Linked DNA regions of Rattus norvegicus: region 1 is linked to region 2. Evidence: chromatin contacts called from public Hi-C data. All regions are on one chromosome and are shown on one strand. Each heading gives the region's core, a stretch centred on a gene start, on an enhancer-like site or on the middle of the called end of the contact. The rest is flanking DNA. Distances are from core to core; before and after follow the strand shown.

Region 1 (4,645 bases), core at 2,008-4,507, 83 kb after region 2:
CAGGGTTATGAAGGAAAGGCCAGGGGTCTACATACACCTTCACGAAGAAAATGGCATTTGGAACCCTTTTACTTTGCAAGATCCTGTGTTCATGTCTTTTGCTTCCGACCCTTTATCCGTTCCTATCAACTCAATGACATGTTGAAAACCAACTTTTGGTATTGTATTTTCATTGGAGGATGGTCAAAGTGAATGATTTGCCATACTGAAGGAAATAGTAGTCCTATTCTGTCACTTTTTGTATCGTTTTATGTGTTTGCTGTATTTCATATTTAAAAGGGTACTAACTTGAAAACAAACAAACAAACAAACAAAAAACCCCGGAAGGCAATAGACTCCGCAACTACAGCATTAGACTGGGAAGTTGAGGTTACTGGTGAGTGTACCTATCCCCACCATTCTGTGCTTTAGATAGAAAAACTTCCAAGTTGGTACCTATCTTAAGGTTTTACTGCTGCGAACAGACACCATGACTAAAGCAACTCTTATAAGGACAGTATCTAATTGAGGCTGGCTTACAGGTTCAGAGGTTCAGTCCATTATCATCAAGGCGGGAGCATGGCAGCATCCAGTCAGACATGGGGCTGGAAGAACTGAGAGCTCAACACCTTCATCTGAAGGTCACTAGGGGAAGACTTGCTTCTAGGCAGCTAGGATGAGGGTCTTAAAGCCCATGACCACAGTGACACACCTACTCCAATAGGGCCACACCTCCAAATAGTGTCACTCCACAGACAAAGCATATTCAAACCACCTCAGTAACCCAATGAGTCTCTCAAATAGCAGCTCACAGTGACTCAAGAAGCTTCCACTCACCCTTGGGCATCGCCCTGGTTCTTGCTCCCTCTCTTCTCACTCCTCTGCTTAGATAACAGTTCATTTCCCTTTGAGTTGACAAATCATCCTTCTTTTAATAAAGTAAATGTTGAGAAGAAGGAACCATATCCCCAAGGCAGCCCAGTAATGTGGTCAACACTTTCTATCCTTAAATGTAGAAAACCCACCACACAACCTTAAACGAGAGATTATGGTCTTACTTGGAACTTCTTCTGGAAGAGACGGAGACATACTTCCCCTTTAACAAACAACGTAAAGTGGGACAGAGACGACAGAGCAATAGTGATGTGGCTGTCCATCATGCATCATAGGGGAGACACTGGGGTTTGATCTCAGGTGCCAGCAGCAGTGGCAACAGCAGCGTAGTAACAATACAACCCAGTGAGTGAAAAAAAGAATCCGAAAAAAGAAAACTTTAGTATCTGTCCACGAAATGATATACATTTTAAAAACCTGTTTGTGGGTTTAAGTACATAGGAACAACTGGAGTCCTTTGTAAGGAAATAACTCAAGTTCATATCGTGTTGAGTAAAGCTGCTTAGTCCGCTGTGAATGTGAAGATTAGCCAATGGCACCCAAGCCTGTCAACAGCTCCCCACAGGGATAGGGTTTCATAGCCTTCATTCGAGCTTCTGGTGAACCCGTTATTCTTATTCCACGCACACAAATAAGAGCCTCAAAGTGCTGCCTACGTGACAGTCGGACGCTGTATCTCACTGTAACTCTTCAGATGCTGCCCCGTCCTTCTTCACCGCAGCCTAATATTTCATGACAATAAACAATCTGCATCTGAATGGCTTCTCTGCTCACAGGGTCTTATGTTCCTTCCTAGTTTTTGTTAAACAATGCTACACGTGCAGACTTTTCTTTACACAGTCAAATCCAGCATTCTGACGTAACAGTAACACGATGGCGGACTATCTCGGAGGAAAGTCACCTCCCGTGTACTTAAACCTACAGTTCACACAGTTTATCTGTGGGATTGGCACAAAGTTCCACTCAGTTCAGAGAACGGTCCCTCTTAAAAAGAGTCTAAATTCCTACATTTTTAGCTTATGTTTCTATAATGTTATATTATTATCATCAACATCATCATAATTATTATTTTCTTACTCTTAGCTATAGCAATATCTTGTTAGAAAAAATAAGCCACAAAATCCCAAAGTTGCAAAACAAATAAGGGAGTCACTATTTATATTACAAAATTATTGTTTGCTTTACAAAACGGTACTGATTAAAATCAAGAGCACCTTGACAATATTTGAAATATAACTAGATTTGGGAAAAAAATCAATTTACAACAGACTTTTCCAGAATATATACAATACATGTAAGGGTCTACCCAGTTGGGCATAGCTTTATGAGTTTGGGGAGGTCCATTTAATCTGCTGTTGGGTCTTTCTGAAAGGCAAATTGGGCACAGCACAAGGAAACCCATGAAGGATTAGCACAGCTGCAATTATGTGATTTTTTTCTCTCTCTCTAAGATTCTTGCCTTATGATTATTATTATCAAAGTCTGTGCTTCAAAAGCAGGAGGCATATCCATTTCTCTCCTTTGCTTTTCAGGCTTCCTCCCTCGTGCCAGCCAGCAGAGTGGCATATGGCACAACATGAGTAGTCAGCCTCCCACCCGCATATCTGCAGAACCAACAGTACGTATTGAACCAAGCCACACCTCATGTGAAAGACTCACAATTATCCTTTCCTCTCCGGTGGAGGAGAGTGGGAGGAGGTGGGGATGGAGGAAGGGGACTTGCTTGATTGCTGGCAAGAGAGCTGAACCGAAAGGAAGGCATCAACCAAGAGGTGGGGGAGGCGGTCTTCTTCACTCATTGGTTCTAATTCCCTTGCCAGACTCATGAAACGACAGTGCTGTAGGGCTTAGGGGAAAAAATGGGGCAACTCTGGGGCAGTGGGCGGTGGAGAATGTATTAATGACAGCCTGCCTAGGCTGTTGAGTGGCAGATGAAGCATGCACATACACTCTCCCAACATTTAGCCAGCCCCAGTCTTAACGGAGACTCTAAATCTTTTGTTCCAATCACTCTTCTTTTCTGAGCCCTGTCCCAGAATATGCAATATGTCATTTAAAAATACTTTAGGTTTTTTCTTTTTTCTTTTTCTTTCTTCTTCTTCTTTTCTTTCTTTCTTTCTTTCTTTCTTTCTTCCTTCCTTTCTTTCTTTCTTTCTTTCTTTCTTTCTTTCTTTCTTTCTTTCTTTCTTTCTTTCTTTCTTTCTTTCTTTCTTTCTTTCTTTCTTTCTTTCTTTCTTTCGTAAGAGGTGTCCACCACAGAAGCGTGAGGGAGAGCTTGGCATTTTCCCAGCATGTTCAGGAATCCCAGCCTGCCTGTACTCTGACCATAATTAGCTTGCTGCCTTCAGAATGCAAGCCTTGGGGGAAGAAGACAGGGAGTAGGCTAGGTCCTCTGGCACCTCTGTTTGCTGCCCTCTGTCATCACCCCTTAAGAGACACAGACAGCCACTAGGCGTATTCTGTGCACCTCTAGAGGCCCGAGAGAGGCGCTGCAGCCAAGGGGCTTCTGCTTGTTTGTCAAGTCCTAAGTTTACAGTTTTCAGAGTAGAAAAGGCTTGGTCCGTTTTGTTTTTATGAGGTCAGTGGGAAATTAAAGTAATTACACAGGGGAAAGGCCGAGGAAACCTGGCATGGGAAGATCTGGGTTTACTTCGGCTTAGTCACGTGACCTTGGACAGCCCCCCCCCCCCAATCTCCCTCTAAGGCAAAGTTTTCTCAGCTCAAGTGATCTAGAAAGTAAAGCAGTCATGTGATGGCCTGAGAGGTATAATTGTGCATGCGTGTGTGTGTGTGTGTGTGTGTGTGTGTGTGTGTGTGTGTGTGTGTGTGTGTCCCACCTACGGACTCTGAAAAGACAAAGTCAAGGAAAAGTGGCCCAGGGGCCTAAAGTGAAAGTAAACCTCTGGAAGGAGTGGGAGGTCAGAGGAGAGAAAGCGCTTGCCTGCTGATGTTATTATGTAGCAGATTTTATCCCAAAACGTAATGGAGGAAACCAAAACAAACATTTTGATATTTTAAAAAATGCTTTTGTGGGCAAGAATTCATGGAGGACTTGGCTGCTGCCCAGTCATATGGGTCTTCACATAGGTGCTGGTAGTTGTGGGGGAAGATTGTCACCATCTGAAGCTTCAAATGACGGTTCAAATGGTCATTCAAGTCCGGTTCTCGAAAGGGGTCCGGTGGAGTTGCGGTGGCTGGAAGGGCAGCTGGGTACGAACCAGTAGACCCTCTTAAACGACTTCCTCTGGTCAGGCTTCTTAGGCGCTGACCAAACCTCCCCAAGAGGACTTAGGTAAAGCAGCATGACCTTTTCTGAACCAGCCTCCAGGTCACAGGGTGTCACAGGCGCCAGACCTTAGTCCTCTGCAGCCCATCTTGACTGGAGAGGATGTCAGAGAATGTGCGGGGGCCATGTTTTTTCTTAGTATCTCCGAGCTAAATGTCTCGATAATGTATATAATTTAATCAGCTATCTGCGACAATGCAGCCTTGCCGAGTACTTAGGACACAAGCGTCGTTAAAAGAGTCACTGCACTTTTCAAGTAAATTATAAGGCTCGACGTTGAAGTTAACTTTAACCTCCACAGCTGTTTGATGTAAAGTCAGCTGCATCTCTCCTCAGTGCAGGGAAAAGGTAAAAGAACTAGAAAGATACATAAATAAAAACAAGCGACTCTGATTTCCAGGCTCCCAGGAGCCAGGGGCTCTTGTGATGTGGGGCTGTGTGCTACGTAACCCAGAGAAAGACATCAACCCTTCATGAGTGCCTTGG
Region 2 (4,840 bases), core at 1,909-4,408:
CAGAGGTGGACAAAACCTGGTCCTACGTTTTCTATCTCGAAGTGCCAGCTGCCAGGCATTTGCCTAACAGCCTTCTATCTCGATGCTGACTGGCACAAGTAAGAAAACTTGGATGTTAAAGAAACTGGCAGAACTCAGAGAAAGAAAAAAACGTGTTTTCCACAATTTGTACATCATTTCTTTAGTACATAGGTAAGTATTTCCAAAGAGGTGGTCAAGTCTTCAAACAGTACTAGAGGCACGCATGCCTCTTTACATCAACCGGGGCCAACAGCATTCATTCAAGTGGCCGCCCTTCCCCTTTGGGGACTGTTGAAAAAGTTACTATTTTCTTTTACAACTTACTGTTCGCCCCGGCCTCTTCCACTGATGAAAGCAGGCAAAGCCCACGCTGTGTGTCTGTCTCCTAGAGAAGATTGCATCTTTTATTTATCGCCCCTTGGCTTTATTTTCACAGTGAATTCCTGGCTTAAATGCAATCAGCCAAGAAACCCTCCCTATGTGCTCTCCTGTCATTCCTCATTGCTCACAAGCAGAGTCAAACACAGCAAGGGGAAAGGGGGGGCGGGGCGGGGGCCACGACGCAACACTGCTAGCCAAGCCATAAAAATTCAGACTCCAGTTAGTTATACTCAGAGACCATACATGTGCTTCAATTGGTTTCAAACCGGCGGGGAAAGAGGAGAAGGTGGGCGGGGGCGGGGGGGGTTAACTAGAAAGAATGTTAATTAGATTTTAAAGGGAAGAAAGGTGGGGGGAAGGATGGATAGCCTCAAAAACCAACCTCCCTCTTAGACAGAAGGAAAGGGTGCTGAGCAACACAGAGGGCTGTCTTTGGAAATAAATGACCATGCAGAAAATCACGTTTTCAGATTACATTAGAATTCAAATTAACCAAACAGGATTAAAACAAATCTTCTGTGTCGGGGCCACTGTCCAGACCCCGACTCCACACCCAATGAAAAGGATAAAAAGATTGGACCACAGAGAAAAGAACAAGTTAGAGAGAGGGGGGGGAGGAAGAGAAGAGAGAAGAGAGAAGAGAGAAGAGAGAAGAGAGAAGAGAGAAGAGAGAAGAGAGAAGAGAGAAGAGAAGAGAAGAGAAGAGAAGAGAAGAGAAGAGAGCGCTTTCAAATCTATCTATCCTCATTCATTTGCTTCAGGGTTCATCCATACAATTTCAATCAGAGTGGGAGGGGGTTATAAAATATGCCTTCAGCAATCCGGAGATAAAATATGGGGAAAGGGAGGTTGCGCTGCAGTATTGTTCACTTCAATCTAGTTCAAACGTCCCCATAACTATGGCTGGAAAAGATATCTAAACAGAATAAAAAGAAAAGCCCCATGGAAAGCAGAGGGATTTGAGAAAACTCTCCTGGTCTGTCAGAGAAAGAAGGGCTGTGCAGCTTTAAATCACAAGTCCTTCTCTCGCCTTTGTCAAATATCTTCTACTTTACAAGCCCTGAAAAGAAATAAAGAGGTTCTTTTGTTTGCTTTCCCCTTTACCGAGGGTGACAGAAAATTGAAAGGGGCACAAATAAACCCGAAAGGAGAACAAAGTGCCGGGTGGTGCGGGGCGCGCAGCGGCGCAGGGGCCGTGGGGCCCCTCGGTGCAGACGCCGGCCGCGGGTCACGGCGTCGGACCGTGCTGCCCGCTCCCTCAGCACCGCACCCGGACCCCGGGCGCAGGCCGAAGTCGGGCAGCCCGGTACCTCACGGGATGGAGAAGCGCGAGCAGCGCCCCTCAGCGGCCCGTCCGGCCGTCGCTCCCGACAGAGGTTGCTCGGGGACCCGGCGCGGACGCCGCGGAGCTAGTCGCAGACACCTTAAGCAGCTGGAGTATACGGGACGCGCCGGCCGTCGGAGCCCCGAGCGGAGCGGTGGCCGAGTGGTGTCGGAGGGACTCGCCAGCCCCCCCTCCCTCCCTCGGACCGCGGGGCGCGGAGCGGCGCCAAGAAGAAAGGACGCGAGCCGGGCAGCGCAGAGCGAGCGCCCCGGTCGGCATTGTCTGCGGCCGGCGCCCCCTCCCCCGCGCCGCACGCCCCAGCCCGAGCCCCGCGGCCGCCCGCGCCTTTGTCCACACCCGCCCCGCACACCGGCGCTCAAGCTGCGGGACAGACGACCGGGACGCCGACACCCACCGCCCCGCCGCCGAGGGGCGCGTCCTGCTGATTCATTTCCCACTCGCGCTAGCCCGTCCGGGGAGACGGGGGCGGGGACCAGCGGGAGGAAATGGGCGCTCCGCTCCGGGGACAGTCCGAGTCGCCCCACCGCTGCACCGCGCGCCCGGCCCGAGGCGGCCCAGAGGAACGAAGGGGGCCCTTCCCTCCCCCACCCCCGAGGGACAGGAGGACAGACCGAAGGACCGACGGCCCGCGGCGGCCCCGTGACTCACCGACTTGCAGGACGTTGTCTACGCAGCCACTCTCCAGCAGCGCGATACCCCGGCGGAAGGGCAGCCGCGTCTCGTCGCCACCGTCCGCAGCGCTGGACGCCCCCACCGACGGGGTCCCGGTGCCCGCGGCGACGGCGGCGGCGGCGGCTGAGGTGGCGGCCGGCGAGGATGAGGAGCCGCCGCCGCCGCCGCCCGCGCCGCCGCCCGTGCCGCCGCCGCCGCCGCTGTCGTCGCCGGGGCCGCCCGCGGAGCCGCCACCGGTGTTGAAGGACGAGTACATGCAGATCTCCCGCTCACTGCGGGGAAAGGACCAGTAGACGATGCGGCGCTGCACCGGCTCCGGGATGCGCTCGAAGCGCTCCTCCACGCGCTGGAACGGCCACTTCTCCGCCACCCTGCGCGCTGCGATGTCCAGCAGAGACTCGGGGCTCTGGGTCTTGCCCGGCGGCAGCAGTCCCAGCGCCGCGCCGCCCCCGCACGCCGCCGCCGCCGCACCGCCCGCCCGCGGGCCGGGCCGACAGGCAGAGCTATAGCCGCCACCCGCGCCGCCGCCGCTGCTACCCCCGCCGCCGCCGCCGCCGCCGCCGCCGCCCGGCCGGCAGCAGAGCCGTTTCGCGGGAGGAGGCTGCTGTCCGCGCTCCGCCATGACCGCGCCGCTTCTAACCCGACAGCGGAAGTGCCGGGACCCTATAAACGGCACAAGGAAGCGCGACACGCACACGCCGTGGCGACGCCACGCTGCCATCTAGGGCCCGCCGCTCCTTGTAGGGGCACGGGAGGTGTGGCCTATACGGTGACGACGTCGCCAAGGAGGAGCGCCGATAGGGAGAACCTAGGGGAGGGGGCGGGGCCTATGCAAATCACTGGGCTGAAACATAAATAGAGCGCTCCGTGGACACGGGGGTGGCGGGGGCGCCCGGGTTGGGTGCCGGGTGGGCTGTGAGAATGTCAGGCTGCTGTGACGCGGGGGGCGGGGCTCAGGCGGGGTTCCCGCGGGAGGGGGCGGGCCGTCTGCCAAGCGGAGGGTGGGTGGGTCTCTGCGCCCCCTGTCTACTCAACTTAGCCCTCCAGCGCCCTGCCTCCCTTTTGATGTCCGCCAAGTGAGGACGCTCCTCGTGGGTCGCCGCGGGGCGGGTAGGGGGAGGGTTCCGGACTAAATGGAGGATGGACCGACTGCTCGATGCCCCACCCCCCAGTCAGCCGGCCCCGCGGGGAAAAGCCTCTGGGCGGAGGAGGCGCTTTCAAAACAAAGAAATGCTGCGTGAAGCCCCGGGGACGCAGCCCAGAGGAAGGCGGGGGAGGCGCGGCCCAGGCCGCCTGCTTTCCTTCCAACCCGGCGGAGCGAACTTCCCCCACCCTCGGCCGTGGCTGCGGCACGAGGGGATAGGGAGGAGGGCTGAGCTCAGCCACTGTTTTCCACTTCACTTTTTGCCGACCCAGGTGGGGAAGGGGCGCGGCTGCCCCGCGTAACTGCAGCGCACCCAGCCCTGAGTCCCGGGTTCGCTCCAGCCCGGTGACAGGCCAGGAAGCCGAGCCGAGCCGACCGAGCGCCCGGACACGCAGAGCGCTCGGATGCTGCCTCGCAGCCGCTGGACGCGCGTCCGGAGCCGGCCACGCTGCCCCGCCCTCGCACTCTTTCAACCCTTCGGGCAAAGAAGCTGGCCCGCCCGGGTTCAGCCGGGAGCCCCAATCGCCCTCTTCCGCGACCTGCTGCAGACCCAGGGGTCGGGCCGCTCCAGTTAGAGCGCTCGCACCGGCAGAGGATCGCGCAAACTCTCGATCGCGAGACGGTTGTCGCTCACGGCCGCCCAGTGGCGGACAGCGGCCGCGGGCGCTCTGGAGTCTGCGGCGGGGCTGGGACCTGGAGTCTTTGGCGCTCCGGGCGCGCGCCGCGCTCCCTGCAGCATTGGCGGCGCCCGACCGGCGGGTCCTCCCGCAGCAGGGCAACAAGACGAGTGAGCGAGCATCGCTGGGAGACGGTGCCCGGGCGCCAGCGGAGGCGGAGAATCGAGTCCCCGTCTGAACCGGGAACCCTGCGGACATTGTTCTTCGCACTCTGCAGAGCTTGGTTAGATCTCAGCCAAGCCGCAGGCTTAATGACCACGTTAGACACCCTGACTTCTTGCTCCACCTTCTGTTTTTACTCTAAACAGTGTTAGAGATACTGTCCTATTGTTGGAGATAAGCCCTAACTCCTCTGACACTTTCGCATATTGGCTACTCCCCACTGCCTACCTGGTCTGAATTTAAAGCGACTACGCGCGTCGGCGTGTTGTAAAGAAAATTGCCCACTCAAAGCGGAGGCCGCCCGAGACATTGGACGTGATCCATGTCGGGCATCAGGAGCCCCAGGCTAGAAGTCCCTGGAGGCAGGACGCTGGCAGACTTTCCATAGCTGCTTGTTAGGAAAATTTTGGTGACATGTTTTTGTATATTCATCCAGTA

The links. Hi-C and Micro-C count contacts between places; a contact is called where the count stands out from the background.
Region 1: a Hi-C map of kidney shows a contact between it and region 2, with 2.4 times the contacts expected there. The contact joins the enhancer-like site here to the promoter of Zswim6 in region 2. A contact is called at or near these places in 7 of 12 Hi-C or Micro-C datasets (the A7r5 cell line, kidney, liver and 3 more).

Annotation. Positions count from the first base shown.
Region 1 is chr2:41,191,849-41,196,493 of GRCr8, forward strand. No RefSeq gene overlaps it. Among named protein-coding and RNA genes, the nearest start is that of Smim15, 68 kb to the right of the region's middle. Within about 2 kb of position 3,258, at least 41 of the 93 cell types and tissues checked have an H3K27ac peak or open chromatin away from gene starts, as enhancers often do. A contact at or near this core is called in the A7r5 cell line, kidney, liver and 1 more, where this site is marked.
Region 2 is chr2:41,109,181-41,114,020 of GRCr8, forward strand. It overlaps Zswim6 (zinc finger, SWIM-type containing 6), which reads right to left and starts at 3,159. Exons shown (of 14, transcript XM_039103499.2): 1 at 2,396-3,159. The coding sequence starts at 3,140.